Regions from separate parts of the Sus scrofa genome. Here region 2 is linked to region 1. The links are chromatin contacts, called in public Hi-C maps. All regions are on one chromosome and are shown on one strand. Each heading gives the region's core, a stretch centred on a gene start, on an enhancer-like site or on the middle of the called end of the contact. The rest is flanking DNA. Distances are from core to core; before and after follow the strand shown. Region 1 holds the start of SNAP47 (synaptosomal-associated protein 47). Region 2 holds the start of LOC110259305 (histone H3.1).

Region 1 (2,955 bases), core at 286-2,785:
CCCAATACTGGCCCAGTAAAGAATTCCACAACTTGACCACAGGAGGCACAATGAGGCACACTGGGAAGGGAGCACAGCTCAAACACAATCACAAAACCCTCATACTGCTTTGCTTGCCACCAACTCTCCACCACCTGTCTCATCCTGCCCATGTTCTCAGCTCCCACTTTAGAACCCCCACCTGGACTCTCTTCCCAGTCCTCCCCTCCTCTGCCTCTCTCCACTTCTGGTCCTTGCTCTTCTCCTTCTTGTAAGTTTCATACTCCTTGAAAAGAGTACCCCCTCAAGCCCCTCTCCAAAGTTTAGAGCCCCAATATCCCCAGAATCTCCCTTATGCCACCTATAAGGCTAAATAAACAAGATTACATGTTCACTATTTAATAAAGGGGCGGTAGGTGCCTCTCCTCTTCCCTTTGGGTGTTTCCTTTGGTCAGGAAGGAAACAAATTCAAGTGTTCAGATTTCATAAGGCATTGTCACCACCTGCTGACTCAGAGCTGTAAACACGTACCTCCAGAACTGAGGCAAGAGTCTCTCATTAGGCACAGACTACACAGGTGCATCTATTTTTCCCTCAAGGAGATGAGAGAGTTCTCAACATTTCTTTCTTCCTGTGTGTGAAATGTGGGAAGACCTACCCAGCTGTGTATTCTACTGCAGATGCCTTACATATATGTAATCTGCTCATACAGCAATGAAACTGTTTTCTTCCTTTCCATATTGATACGAGTAGGACTGTATTGGCAGGACATCTATTTCTGCAACATGCTGAGACCCTGATATGGCACCCCCACCTAAGCTCCCCTTTTATGTAACCCTATTCAGATATGTTTTTGTGCACAGCCTCATATCACCACATTTGATCCCCCACACCTTCACTCAGAACCCTCCCTATTCCCCCAGCATCCCCTCCAGTCCCCACTATCCCCTTCAGGTCCTACCATCCTCTCCTGGTCACAGCATTTCCTCCAGGTCCCCAGCAGCCCCCTAGTCCCCTAGCATCCCCACCAGGTCCCATCATCCCTTCCAGGTCCCCACTATCGCCTGAGAGTTACAGCACTCCTTCCAATTCCCCTATCACCCCCCTAGGTCTCCCATCGTCCTAGTTCCCCAGCATGCCCTCCAGGGCTTCAGCATCCCCTCCAGGTCTTCAGCATCCCCTTAGACCCCCAGCTTCTCCAGGACCCCACCTTTGACCCTTGTGCTCTCTGTTAGCCCAGCCACGTCCCACCACCTTCCTCAGTCCTTGAAGCACTGGAAAGAGGAGAGATACTCACCTGGGCAGAAGCGGCGAGAGGGACTGTGCCAAGGGACGCCTGGAAGAGCTCCGGGCACAGGCCCAGCTGCAGACTGGGGACACGACTTACCTGAGTTGCTGGGGAGGTGCGAAGACGGCGAGACTAGGGGCCAGCACCGTTCGACAATTTCTGAAACCGTGCGGACCCTGAGCTGGATCACAGTCTCAGTACACCGCTCCTGAGTCTGCCCAGGCGGGCCGCAACAAGCAGAGAGCATGCGCCCAGAGCTGGGCTGGCTGTGTTTCTGGCTCGGGCAGGAACTCTTGTCTGCAAACTCTAGGTTCCGCACGAGGGCGCCGGGCTGACGGCGGACTCTGCAAGCGGCCGCGGGTGCGTAGCGTGTACGCCGGAAGTAGTTTTCGCACATACTTCCTTTTTCACTTCCTAGTTTAAAGAACAGATAAGTGGGAATACAGAAACCACATTCTGGGTTCCTGACCTTCTGCCGGACGGCAGCCGGGAGATCTGGCCGCTGGCTCCAGCATCGCTGGCAGCCCCTCCGCGTCCAGCACCCCCTCCTACTCCCGCAGCTCTTCCGACGCTCCCAGCCCCCCTGTTCCCAGCAGACCCTCACGCAACGGACTCTGAGCCTAGCCCAGCATGGACAGACAGATGCGCGCATTTGCCGAGAGCCACTTCCGAGGCCTCCAGGGAGGTCTCTCCAGCAATGTCAGCCCGAAACTGGACCACGTGGACTTCATAGAGAATCCAGACTCCTTTTCCTACGCCGACTTCTTCAAGGGCTATCTGCTCCCCAACTTGCCCTGTGTTTTCTCCAGCGCTTTCACCGAGGGCTGGGGCAGCAGGAGGCTCTGGGTGACGCCAAGCGGAAAGCCCAATTTTGATTATCTGCTTCAGAACTATGGTAAGGACTGAGCGCGAGTGTCCCAGGCAGGAACACCTTGGAATGCAGCACAAAACTCCAGCCAGTGTCCTTTGACCCTCGCCCTACCTATATTCCCTTAGGTCAGACTGTGAGGGTGCAAATGAGGGGAGCCACAAGAGGACTTGAGGGAGGCAGGGAACATGAGTTAATCCCCAGAGGAATTCTTCTGGAGACGGTGTAGCAATGAGTTGGAGGGTGGACAGGGTGGAGGACTCTCAGAAAAGTTTGTGCCTGACCCTTTCCTTTCAGGAGATGTGGTTGTACCTGTTGCAAACTGTGGGGTGAGGGAATACAACTCCAACCCCAAAGAACACATGCCCCTCAAAGACTACATCAGCTACTGGAAAGAGTACATTCAGGGAAACTACTCATCTTCACGGGGCTGTCTCTATCTCAAAGACTGGCATCTGTGCAGGTAAAGGGGCCCAGAACACTGCTTTTCCTAGTCATGAGTGAGGAACTTGTCTTTTCTCCAGTTATGAATTTAATCAGTGTAAAAAACCCACTCTCTTCAGCCTGGTTGGAATGTCATTCTCTCCAATCATGGCCATCTCACCATGCCTGCGCGGGGTTGGCTGCGTGAGGAATGTGGGCACCTCTGGCAGAGGCTCAGATGGCCTGTGATTACCTAACTCTTTTTTGTCACTGTTTTTCCCGGAGCTGCCCTTGTCAGTCTCACTTCGATCTAACTGGCAGCACCCAGCCTTCACCAGTGCTCAGATGCCTCTGGGACCGGCCACCCCTATCCAAACCTACTTCTCCAAATCAAGCC
Region 2 (3,114 bases), core at 530-3,029, 900 kb before region 1:
CATGGGAGATAATCTGCAGTATGTCACCAAAGGCTTGGTGACAAATTTCCAACAGGCCTGGTCTGGATATCTTGGGAAAGCTTCAGTTCTAAATGTTGCCTGTTTCACTGCAGGAAATCTTTACTTTCACGTCACCAGGTGTTTTCTTTAGATATGTCAAGTGAATTCAAGAGTTCATTCCTTGCAAGATAAAGACTTCATAAAGCAAAGAAAAGGCACAAAGTACAGATTTAGACTTACTTAAAAGGAGTCTAGTGACATTAGGCCAGAACATAGCTGTCCCTGGACATTCTTGACTTTTTAGATGGCCCTTCAAGGACTTGTCACCCATTAACTTATATATAACCTAAAATTTAAAAGATACTATTTTCAACCTTCTAAACAGTTCTGTGTGCACTACTTTAATTGATGAAGATTTTGAATCTTAAGTGTGCTGGCTAACAAACTGGGCTCTAATAAAAAAAATCCACCCTTGCATATTGACAACATTGTGCTATGGAGTTCCCATTGTGGCTCAGTGGAAATGAATCTGACTAGCATCCATGAGGATGCAGGTTCGATCCCTTGCCTTGCTCAGTGGGTTAAGGATCTGGCGTTGCCATGAGCTGTGATGTAGGTAGCAGACAAGGCTTGGATCTCACTTTGCTGTGGCTGTGGTGTAGGCCAGCATCCACAGCTCCGATTCAACCCCTAGCCTGGGAACCTCCATATGCTGCAGGTTTGGCCCTTAAAAAAAAAAAAAAAAGACAAAAGCAAAAACATTGTGCTACCACCAAAACACACTGCATAGTAACTGCTTCTACATACATGTTTCCTTCACTCAGCTGTTAAGCATCCCCAAAGTGAAGACCAAACAGGGACAGGAGGGAACAGATTTTATCCCCTTTCGGCAACCTGGCAGTGTTTAGATTTTTATCAAGTTAAAACCTCAACTAATAAAAGCTTCCAACCATCACCAATGGAGGAACAAGTCCTTACACTCTTCCTGAAAACCATGCTCAGGTTGTTTACACACAGCTCTGCTTTGGGGAGTATGAGTGACTGCTCTCATAGAGTTTTCCAGCAAGTTCAGACAGTCTTATGGGTTGAGAAACTTTTTGCTAAGCGCATTGATCAGCTGTTGCCACGGATGCTCACTTCCAAGGCAACATACCCTCTTCAAACATTAAGACTAGGGGCTACGCAGCGACTTGACATAGTTAAGTCTCAAAGGCCGTGTTACCACGCAACACAGTTAGGTTTCTGGTAGGCTGGAGATAAGGGGCAACCTAAATGTTTTGTGTACAGTGCACTTTGTGAAGAAGTAGTGGCTCTGAAGAGTCTTTGGGGTAAGAGCAGCGGCTGTGTGCTGAGAATCTAGACACGCTCCCCACGAATACGCCGAGCCAGCTGGACATCTTTAGGCGTAATAGTGACACGCTTGGCAATGAATAGCACACAGGCTGGCATCTTCAAAAAAACCCACCAGATATGCCTCGCATGCTTCCCGCAGTGCCATCACAGCCGAACTCTGGAAACTCAGATCCGCCTTGAAATCCTGTGCAATCTCACGTACCAGCCGCTGGGAACAGCAGCTTGTGAACCAAAAGCTCTGTAGACTTCTGTCTGGTACAGACGGATCTCGTGCAAGGCTACAGTATCAGGCCGAAATCTGTGTGGCTTCTTTACACCACCTGTAGCTGGAGCACCCTTTCGAGCTACTTTGGTAGTCAGCTGCTTTCGTGGTGCCTTGCCGCCGGTGCACTTGTGCGCCATCTGCTTTGTGTGGGCCAAGGCCCTTCAGCTGCTATTACAATTCTTCCTCTTAGTCGCCTGAGTCGCGCCCATTTTTATAGAGGTTGCTACCTTCCTATTGGCCAGTTTTCGGGTGGCGTGATGGCAGGCTGAGCACTGATTGGTGTGTGAGGTATTCCGCTCAGCCTCCTGCCCCTTATCTTCATATTGCTTGGTCTTGGTCTCACAGTCAGCCTGGCATCCTGGACTTCGCAGATCTGCTTGCAGACTTCTAGGGTCTAGTTGGGAGTTCTCTCCTTGTGGGTGTCATGGACGGTGTTGCATCTCCGTGCACAGCTCCCTTGTTTTTCTTGAGCACTACCCTTCTCCTCCTCCATGAGCTAAGGAGGGCAGAAACTACTAGAAGCTTGCACTCTGCATTTGGCCTGTAGGTTGGTGTCAATTTGAATTTTCTCCACCTATGATTAAAAGAATTCTCTCACCCTTTGTGTCTTGCAGAGAACCTTTTTCCCCATATGACTCAGATGCGATTGATGATGGCTGCTTGTTGACCCATGGTGAGGCCAGGCACAGACCCTGCAAATCCCCATCCTTACTTCATGCATGATTATCTGAACTGCTTGTCCCCACTGCATTTTAATAACGTTAAAAAGCAAAACTCGGGAGTTCCATGTTGATCTAATGGTTAGGACTTGGCACTTTCACCACTGCAGCCCCTGCAGTTCAATCCCTGGTCTGGGAACTGAGATCCCACACCAAGCCACTGCATGGAGATTTAACTGAATAAATTTGATCTAATTGGTGTAGATTCATGTATCAGGAAGTATTCCATCTTAGCAGATAAACAGGAACTCCCAGGAGCTGGAGCTGTACAAAATGGAAGGCTTTTACAGGCAGAAGGAGTCAGGGCAAGGAAGTTATTCTAGCAAAGTGCTGATTGTTTCAGGTAAGGTCACCTTCCTTTGGGGAAAGGTGGGGGTCTATCATGCAGATTACCTCACTATTGCTGACCAGGTAATTTTAGATTGATTGGTTAAAGGTCACAATCTTTGGAGGGGCTGAAACTGCAATAAAGTTAGGTAGTAAGTCTTGGTTTGGTTTATTGAAATGGAACTAAGCACAAGTGACTCTATTTGTGGCCTGGTATTTCTTTTTTGATGATAATCTATCAACATCACAAGTCATATTTATAGATTTCCCCATGTTGAAAAGTCCCTGCATTCCTGTGAGTAAACCCAGCATCATTCTAGTGACAAAAATGAAGGGGTGCCCTTTAAAGGGCCTCTGGAAGTATCTTTGTTCTAATTGGCTGATGTCCCTAGCTGTTTTATCCAATTAGAGAGCTGAAATGCTGATGTTCATTTAAATGTGCTCTTTAAT

Evidence for each region. Hi-C and Micro-C count contacts between places; a contact is called where the count stands out from the background.
Region 2: a Hi-C map of epiblast stem cells shows a contact between it and region 1, with 4 times the contacts expected there. The contact joins the promoter of LOC110259305 here to the promoter of SNAP47 in region 1. A contact is called at or near these places in 1 of 5 promoter capture datasets (fetal skeletal muscle), 2 of 47 Hi-C or Micro-C datasets (embryonic fibroblasts and epiblast stem cells) and 1 of 2 datasets of contacts at active chromatin or transcription factors (alveolar macrophages).

The regions. Positions count from the first base shown.
Region 1 is chr2:50,810,889-50,813,843 of Sscrofa11.1, reverse strand. SNAP47 (synaptosomal-associated protein 47) reads right to left here and starts at 1,535. Exons shown (of 7, transcript XM_021083339.1): 1 at 1,367-1,535. It overlaps JMJD4 (jmjC domain-containing protein 4), which reads left to right and starts at 1,664. Exons shown (of 6, transcript XM_003123609.5): 1 at 1,664-2,162; 2 at 2,433-2,598. The coding sequence starts at 1,898.
Region 2 is chr2:51,708,607-51,711,720 of Sscrofa11.1, reverse strand. It overlaps LOC110259305 (histone H3.1), which reads right to left and starts at 1,779. Exons shown (of 4, transcript XM_021083384.1): 1 at 1,609-1,779; 2 at 1,566-1,607; 3 at 1,427-1,564; 4 at 769-1,425. The coding sequence starts at 1,779. The coding sequence ends at 1,357.